Regions from separate parts of the Mus musculus genome. Here all the other regions are linked to region 3. The links are chromatin contacts, called in public HiChIP or PLAC-seq and promoter capture Hi-C maps. All regions are on one chromosome and are shown on one strand. Each heading gives the region's core, a stretch centred on a gene start, on an enhancer-like site or on the middle of the called end of the contact. The rest is flanking DNA. Distances are from core to core; before and after follow the strand shown.

Region 1 (2,706 bases), core at 57-2,556, 1.9 Mb after region 3:
GTATCCAGAATTATAAACAGAAAAATGATAATGTCATTATGGTGTCTGACGAAGAGCCACTTGCAGCTGGAGAAAGACTTTTTTGGGGAGGTGGCACATGGGCTGGGTCCACAGTCAGTAGAACTGGTGTGAGAGGAGTTCAGAAAGTGCCAAGTCATGCTCTAGGAACGTTAGTGATGGTAACACGGTAGTGGAACAGATGCGCTCAGTGGAGTAAATGAAGGAGAGTAGCCTGGAAAAGCAGACTGGAAAGCTACCAGGAAGGGCCCAAATACCAAACTATACAATCATGATTTCCACAGACAAGCTAAGCCAACTGACCTGAGACATTAGTTCTGGTTGCAGGGTGAGGGCTAGTCAGAAAAGGAAAATAACCACTAAAATACTGACTGTTAAAACCAACTTAGCAGACGTAGCAGGAGTAAGAGATGTAGCAGAAGGGAGGTAAGAAAGCGCACTGAAAGCATTCAGTGCTGACTGACTGGAGCTCACTATCTTTTCAAATTAAAATTCAAATACAAAAAGCACATTAAATGATCAAGTTAACAAATACAAGACATTTCTAATTTAATGCTATAGATGCATATTCATCAAAAGTTGCTATCCTAACATTTTAATTCCAGTTGCACATTAATAACTTCTACATATAATCCTGGGTTATGCAGTTTACTCTCGCTTGTAAGGGGTATATAGTGGATTAATTTACACATAAGCTTTACAATTTTCCTTTTTTTTTTTTTTTACATTCAACACTTTCATACATACACAGATCGGCCGCGCAACGTTACGCAGCAATAATTTATGTCCTTAATGATTTATTAATATGGTTGTTTCTAGTTTAAAGTTTTGCTGTCTCACAAATCTGTTATTCCGTACATTTTAATTCCACTGGACAAGCATTCACTGGATACTGAAATTAAAAGGCGTGCCGTGGACCCCGCCACAATATCAGCAGAAGATTCCTTCCGGAGAGGAGAACCGTCAAGACCCGGGCAACACACAGTTGTGGACATCTTGCAATTGGACAACCTGGACTTTTCTCCGAAAGACCCCTGCAGCCATCCCTACCCGCCCAAGCCCGGTGCTTCTCTCACCGATTGTTCTGGTTAAGCAAGGAGAACAGCGGGCGGAGGCGTAGCTCCGCCGCCTGCTCGCGAAGCTCGTGCAGCGGCACAGCCTGCACCACTGACTGCAGCGCACGAAGCTCCTCCAGCGGCGCCTCCAGCCGCGCCACCTCCCGCAGGAGCGACACAGCCTGCGCCGCCATCTCCCTGGCTCCCGTCTGCCCGCCCACCTACTAGGTTCCCAGAGCGCCTCTCTGAATCTCGCGAGATCTTACGGAGCGAAGCCTCCCAGCAGATCTGTCAAGTCTCGCGAGATCCTTTCTCAACGCGGTCCCCGCCCCTTTCTTTGGGGCCCGGAGTCTTGCGCGTGCCGGGAGACTAAGAGACTGAGACCGCCCAGGGGATCAAGAGGCTTTGTGCACGCTCTCCGCAGAGGCCTCCGTGACGGAACCGGGATGACTGAACCCGAGTCCGAGGCCAGGTGGCCATCAAGATGAGGCACATGGTCCCCGAAAACTTGGACGTGGGGCGCCGGTTTGACGTCTGTCAGCCAATGGAAGGCCTGATTAAGAGAAGTTTGGGGCCGATGTGCAGGAAGTTTTCGGCATCTTCCAGAGTCTGCGCGTGACGTAATCACCGAAGGACAGACATAGCATTTAGTGCGGAGAGAAGGAGCAGGCCATGGAGGGGCTGGCCTCAGACTCCGAGACCAAATGCACACAGAAGTGTCTGATGGAAATCAGTGGTCAAGGACAAGCTATATATATTTCGTGAAAGAGAGAGAGGAGAGAGAGAGGGAGAGAAGCTTAAAAATCGCTGCCATCTGCGAAACACGGGGTTGTTGGAGAAGAACCATTAAAAGCTAGTTGACAACCAACTATTTCAAGCCGTTGGAATGTCTGGTCAGAGTTGTAGACCTCATTTGGTCCCCTGTGCCAAGGAGATGAGTCTGTTTTGGAACGCATGGCTTCCTGTTCTTTTACGGAAAGAGACAAAAATCCAGGAAGCTTAGAGGAGACTAAGGATGGGATGCCCATCTGTATGTGTGTTCGCGCGTGCATGTCAGGGACTCAGGTGACAACAATAAAACTCTGCGACTTTACAAAGACCCTAATCCCACTCTTTTGGAAAAGGTTAAACTACCCGTTTCCCCATTTTATGTCATACACACGGAGAACTGTCACTAACCGTTGTCTTCTCTTTTCGTTACTTCACGATTATCGTACCCTTGAAGCCTAGAAGCTAATTGGCAGAGAAAACTCTTGAATTAAAGGTGTGGGTGATTATGAACAGAAGTCCCAGGCATTCAGACTCCTCCCCAGCCCTCCAAACTCCCAGGGGCTTGTTTTCTGTAGCCCTTGGATCATAATATTTTCCAGACATTCAGGAATTATATCAAGAAGACATTTGACCACTTTGCTCCCTGCGTTGAAAAAGAAAACTCACTTAAGTAACACAGCAGCCTTATACTACTTTTAGTAGTTGTAAAAGAAGTTTAAAAAAAAAAAAAGATGACACATAGCCAGTCATTCTTAAAGCTTGCGAGAAACTTAGGAGTATGTTGTGAGTGGCCACACACGTTTCCCTAGAGCTGATGAGATTTAAAAAGAATGGAGAATTGATTTGGTTAAAAATAATATTG
Region 2 (2,700 bases), core at 106-2,605, 1.4 Mb after region 3:
TCAGGAGGTGGGAAGCAAAGAATGATCAAAGATGGCGGTGCCCAAAAGCAGCAGCTCTCAACTGGAGAGTCGAAGGAGTAGATCTGACCCCACCTCGGGGGTCTCCAGGCCCACTGTGAGCAGCAGAGTCTTACCTGTTTTCTCTTTGATCTCACACAAGACGCTGAAGAGCGCCGGTTTCATTCTGTGACAGTTCAGAGCATGTTTCCTAAAAAACAAATAGCAAAACACAAAGGTATTAGCATCACCTATTGGAATAATATGGCGCCTTCCTTTAAGTTAGACCCAAGATTTAAAACCGGCCCCCAGTTTGGAAAAGCTCCTTTGAACCACGGGAAGTCAACAAAAACTCAAGTTTACTAGTTCGCAACTGGCGGCAAGCTCTAGCGGCTGAGAGCTCCAGCCCGATAGCAGCGTGACCCATCTGCTGGCTCGACAGAAGCCTCGGCGTACACAGGAGTGACCCGTGCATGAGGCTCCGCTCCGGGGGCCGCGGCGGGACCCAAGGGACCAGACCGGAGCGGAGGGAACCCCAACGCCCAAGCTCCACAAGAGGAGCGGGCGCAGCGGCCAGCGGGCGGCTAATAATCAGCGGGTGACAGCTCCGCAAAGTTTGCCAAGCGGCCCTCCCTCTAGAGAACTTGGCGCTCCCGCACAGGGTTGTGCGGGGAAGCAGCCGGTCACCCCGGACTGGGCCGAGGGGAGTGGGTGCCCGGAGTCTGGGCAGGCGGAGAAAGTTGCACTTCCCTGCGGTGCGGCCACGGACCCGGCTGGGACGCGGAGCGCGCTGGGGTCCGAGCGGGAGGTTTAAATCTGGGGAGGGGGGCGGGCAGCAGGGCACGGACGAAGCAATGATCGAGTTTGTCCCGAGCCCGGCGAGCAACTTTGCCCGCGCGATGGGGGACACAGCAAGTGCCCGGCGGGCGGAGAAAGTTCCCGCCCGCAACTGAGGCCCGGGTCCCGGGAGCCAGCCGGGACCCGAGCCCGGCTCCCGTACACACACAAAAGATGCTTAATGAGACGACACCAACTTTGCTTGCGCCTCGTCCAAGCTCTGGTCGGTGATGGTCATGATCTGGTGGAGGATGTCGCCGATGTCCTGCTTCCTGCCGTCGCCGTCCGCCCCTTCGTGGCCGTGAGGGGGAGGCGGCAGAGCCATACCCCCCTGGACCGAGTGGCCGGCCAGGTTCACCCCGGCCAGAGTCTGCAGCATCCTGGATTGATCGTCCATCCCGCCGCGCGCGGGCGGGAGCGGGCGGCGGCGGCGGAGGCGAAGGCTGAGGCGGCGGCGGCGGCAGCGGCGGCGGCGGCGAGGGAGGAGAAGAAAGAGGGGGAGGGGGAGGGGGAGGCGGCCGCGCGCTCCCCGCCCGCGCGGGAGGGGGCGGCCTGGCCCGGCGCGGCCCGCGACTGAGGGGACGCGGACCGGCGTCCGGCTCCGGCTTCCGCCGCGGAGGAGACTGAGGACAGCGGCGGGCGGAAGCGGCGCGCTCGCCGGCGGAGGCGGAGGCGGTGGTGCCCGCTGCCCTCACGCGGCCGCCGCGCTGCCTCCTCAGCGCCCCTCGCCGCGCCGGGCGGCCCCGCACAACTTGGTCCTCAGCGCCAGCCGAGTTGCCGGGACGCCGCGGCCGCCGCCGCCCGCGCCAGCCAGAACGGTCCCCTCCCTCAGCCGCCTGCCGCCGCCGCCGCCGCCTCAACCGGGCGGGATCGGAGCACCGGCGGCCCCGAGGGAGGGAGCGGCGGCGGCGGCGGCGGGCTGCGGAGGAGGAGGAGAAGGAGGCCGACGGGCGGGCCGCGGGGAGCGAGAGGGGCGGAGGAGGAAAGTTTGGGAGCGGGCGGGCCGGCGCGGCGGGGACACGGAGCCCGGTGGAGGGCCCCGGCGGGCCGCACGCCGGGCGGACAGCAGATTGATGAGGCGGGAGAACTCGCCGCCGCCACCTCCGGTGCCGCGCACCCAGTCAGCAGCCGCTGTGGACCGGGCTCGAAGGCCGCTCGGCTGAGGGATTGACAGGCTGCCAGTGCCACTCACTCACTGCGGCCCCGGCGCCCGCGGGGGGAGGGGCAGGGAGAGCTGAAGGGCGGGGGAGCGCCCCGGATGCCCCGCCTCCGGAGGCGGAGCCTTCTCTCATTGGGCTTTGCGCCTCCCGCCGCCGCCACTGGCCCCGCCCCTAGAACGCAGCCCGTCCCCTCTGGCCTCTGCTGTGGGGTGCCTGAGAGCCAGCCCGGGAGCCTTATGGGCTACTCGCGCCGGCACTCCACAGATGGTCGGTCAGTCCAGCCAGCAAAGTGTTGTCCCCGGATCCTGCTCCTTCCCTATTATTAGCAGTTGGGGACTTAGAGGTGTTATATAGGACCGAATAAAGTGTACCCGTAGCCGACAGCGTGGTCCCCCATTGCATGAGATGAGCTTCACGCCTCGGACAGTGCCTGGGATACTTTCCCGCTCTTCATATCAAGAGGTGGTACCCTCTGGGCACAAGGCCTCAAGCACAGGGCCAATCGCATTGCGCTCAGCGCCGAACGAGGCGGGACAGAGCCAAGAAAGGGTTGTCCCAATTGGAGCGTTCGAAAGTCCTGGGCTGAGACCGGGAAAAGGGTCTAAAAGCCCTGCCCGTCCCACGGTCGCTATGGTAACCCGAACTCAGCACAAGGAGTTAGCGCTGGCAGTAGGGCCTTGCGCTGTCTGTCCCTCAAGGAGTGACC
Region 3 (2,700 bases), core at 167-2,666:
AGTTTAGCCAAGTTAATCATTGTGTCCTGAATTCAGTAGCTGGCTGCCCATAGCTGGCTGCAACTTCCAGTGCTGTCTAAGGGCCAGCAATAGGAAGGACATAATCATTTGGAGGAAGTGTGTAACTCACGGCATGGGCTCTGACACCTAAGACATTAGCTGTGTCACTTTGTGTCACTGGTCGGAGCCGGTTTCCTCATTTGTAATATGGAGCAATGTTGCCAATGCTGGCCTCTGTGGGGTCAGTGACTTCATGTATGTCAGGTCTATGCCATAGACTCTGCCACAGGGTACCACACACATGACAAATGCACTCAGGTACTATTACAGTTGCTAAGGAGAAGAGGGCTGGAGGAGCCTTGCAGTAGAGGACACATGTGGTCCTGAGGGATTTCAGGTCTCCATTTGTGGGCGTGGGCTGTCAGAGGAGGTTGCTGGGCCTGCAGGGCCTGCTCAGGACTCTCCGCACTCAATTGCAGCACTCCTGAGAGACAGCTCCCTCCATCCCTATCTGATGGCCACGACTTAAATCCCTTACAGATGGCTCACTAATGACTAGCCTCCCTCGCCCCCATCCTCCAGATCTACATTTCCAAATACCTTCTTCAATGACTATCTCTGCCAATTCCCCCTCCCTCACCGTTCTCAGCAGGGCTCGTTCAGTTCTGGTTTGAACTTTCCTGATGGTCCAGCTTGGCTGGGAAGAACCACACCCATCCTTCCCTGGCAGGGCTGGCCAGCGGCTAACCTGGCTCTGTGGATGGGGAGGTCCTCCACCGATGTTCCGATTCTTGGGTGGACCTCAAGGTAGGCCAGTCACTCCGAAGACTTGGCCACAGATACAAACCATTGGCCCCCAAAAGCTGAGCTGGTGTCCGGTCTCCTTCAAACATAGAAGTGAGCACCGAAACTTTAAATTTCAGAAAGACACGCAACTCAGGATGACAAAGTCTCGAGATTCTAGAAACCAAGGAATTGCAGAATTAAAGACTCGTGATTAGACTCGAATAGTTTGTTTCTGTAACTAACATGCACATACCGCAAACAGGTTAGGAGGGTACTAGGGTGGCACTGGTACTAGGGTCGCTCAAGTCAGGTGCAGATCCCTTAGGGGAGGGGCGGGGCCCTGGGCTGGGTCCCAGGGGCTCCAGAGTCACCGTCAAGAGAAGGGAACGTGGACCAGGAACCAGGACCTCTGGTGCAGCCCTACTCTGTTGCCCAGGCAAGGTGCTCCGAACATTTACCCCTTCCGAATCCCGAGCTCACCCACAGACCAAGCTCTGCAGTCCTCTGCCGCAGACGCCTGCCCATAAGAAACAGGGCGACCAGGGTGTCGCCCAGAGACTGGGTGGGGCCAGCGGTTCTCGCGAGAGCTGAGCTTTTCCGCCTATATCCGGCGTGGGCGGAGCAGGATCCGTCTTTTCGGCTTTCGGCTCGGAGGAGGCAACGGTGCAACTTTCTTCGGTCGTCCCGAATCCGGGTTCATCCGACACCAGCCGCCTCCACCATGCCGCCCAAGTTCGACCCCAACGAGGTCAAAGTCGGTGCGTGCCCTCGCCGCGCCCGGGTGCTGTCCCGGGGCCTGGCGGGTCTCCCTTGGGCCTTGGCTGCCACGTGTGTAAGAGGGGAGGGAGCCCGACGCTCTGGCGGCCCGTGCGCCTTAGGGTAAGGCCTGGCCCGGGACATCTGAAGCCCGACGGCAGCGCGCAGGGCGGCCTGCGCCGCAGAGGTTCTGATTTTGCTTTTTCTTCAGTGTACCTGAGGTGCACCGGAGGCGAGGTCGGCGCCACATCCGCCTTGGCCCCGAAGATCGGTCCTCTGGGTCTGGTAAGTCGTCGCTCCCGAGCCGTAGACCTCTAACGTGCATGCTGTTTGGCCTGTAGATGTGTTCTGTCCCCGTGGAGGGCAGAAGAGGCCACCATGTCCCTGGTGCAGGCCGGGATGTGGGTGCTGGGACTTGGGACGCAAAGGAAAACTGAGATAACACGTGCACGGAGGCTCGTGCCACAGCCCGGTTGAGGCAGCCATTGGACTTGCTTAAATCCACTAGCCTCCGTGGGTAACGCACGGGAACCTAGTGTTTAAAGCTCCGAGGGTTCCCCATTGCAGCAGAAAGTGTTTTGCTTTGTTAGCCCTTACTGCAGAGTTGTCTTAGTGAAGAAGGATGTGGAGCCATTGTGGGCAGGCTCCTGTGGGACGGTGAGGAGGGCTGGCGGTGAGCTTGAAGGTCCTGGCTTCAACTTTGGGCACATGGTAACGAATGCTATTATTTCTACAGTCTCCGAAGAAAGTTGGCGATGACATTGCCAAGGCTACCGGTGACTGGAAGGGTCTCAGAATTACAGTGAAACTGACCATCCAGAACAGACAGGCCCAGGTATTTACATTGCTTGCTGTGGGGGGTTGAGGGAAGGGTTGAGATAGCAGCCCTCAGGAATCATGGGTCTTGGCAAAGATTTCCCTGTCCCGGTGAATCGGATTTTATCCTTGTGGGAGGGCTATACGACAGGGTTCACTGTAAGTCAGTAGTAGGTGCCAGGGTGCAGGAGTCCGCCATGCTAGGGATTCAACTCTGGAGGTGAGGCCAGCAGGAAGCACCTTAGCTAGCCGAGCTGTTTTTTCGGGGCCCTTTAGCGTGTCTGGTGGTGGTTGGTTTTCTGGGCTGTGTTCACATCAAGTCTCTTTGCAGATCGAGGTGGT

The links. HiChIP or PLAC-seq counts read pairs in DNA pulled down with a chosen protein or histone mark. Capture Hi-C pulls out chosen DNA fragments and counts their contacts.
Region 1: a promoter capture Hi-C map of adipose tissue shows a contact between it and region 3, with 2.1 times the contacts expected there. The contact joins the promoter of Psmd5 here to the promoter of Rpl12 in region 3. A contact is called at or near these places in 2 of 39 promoter capture datasets (liver and pre-B cells), 1 of 115 datasets of contacts at active chromatin or transcription factors (astrocytes) and 3 of 9 other capture datasets (adipose tissue, liver and macrophages).
Region 2: a contact with region 3 is called in a FOXA1 HiChIP or PLAC-seq map of pancreatic cancer cells. The contact joins the promoter of Pbx3 here to the promoter of Rpl12 in region 3.

Annotation. Positions count from the first base shown.
Region 1 is chr2:34,869,656-34,872,361 of GRCm38.p6, forward strand. It overlaps Psmd5 (proteasome (prosome, macropain) 26S subunit, non-ATPase, 5), which reads right to left and starts at 1,307. Exons shown (of 10, transcript NM_080554.2): 1 at 1,095-1,307. The coding sequence starts at 1,267.
Region 2 is chr2:34,370,690-34,373,389 of GRCm38.p6, forward strand. Pbx3 (pre B cell leukemia homeobox 3) reads right to left here and starts at 1,356. Exons shown (of 9, transcript NM_016768.2): 1 at 1,032-1,356; 2 at 135-208. The coding sequence starts at 1,231.
Region 3 is chr2:32,960,296-32,962,995 of GRCm38.p6, forward strand. Rpl12 (ribosomal protein L12) reads left to right here and starts at 1,417. Exons shown (of 7, transcript NM_009076.3): 1 at 1,417-1,544; 2 at 1,754-1,827; 3 at 2,279-2,377; 4 at 2,690-2,700. The coding sequence starts at 1,508. It overlaps Lrsam1 (leucine rich repeat and sterile alpha motif containing 1), which reads right to left and starts at 1,346. Exons shown (of 26, transcript NM_199302.3): 1 at 1,267-1,346; 2 at 749-960.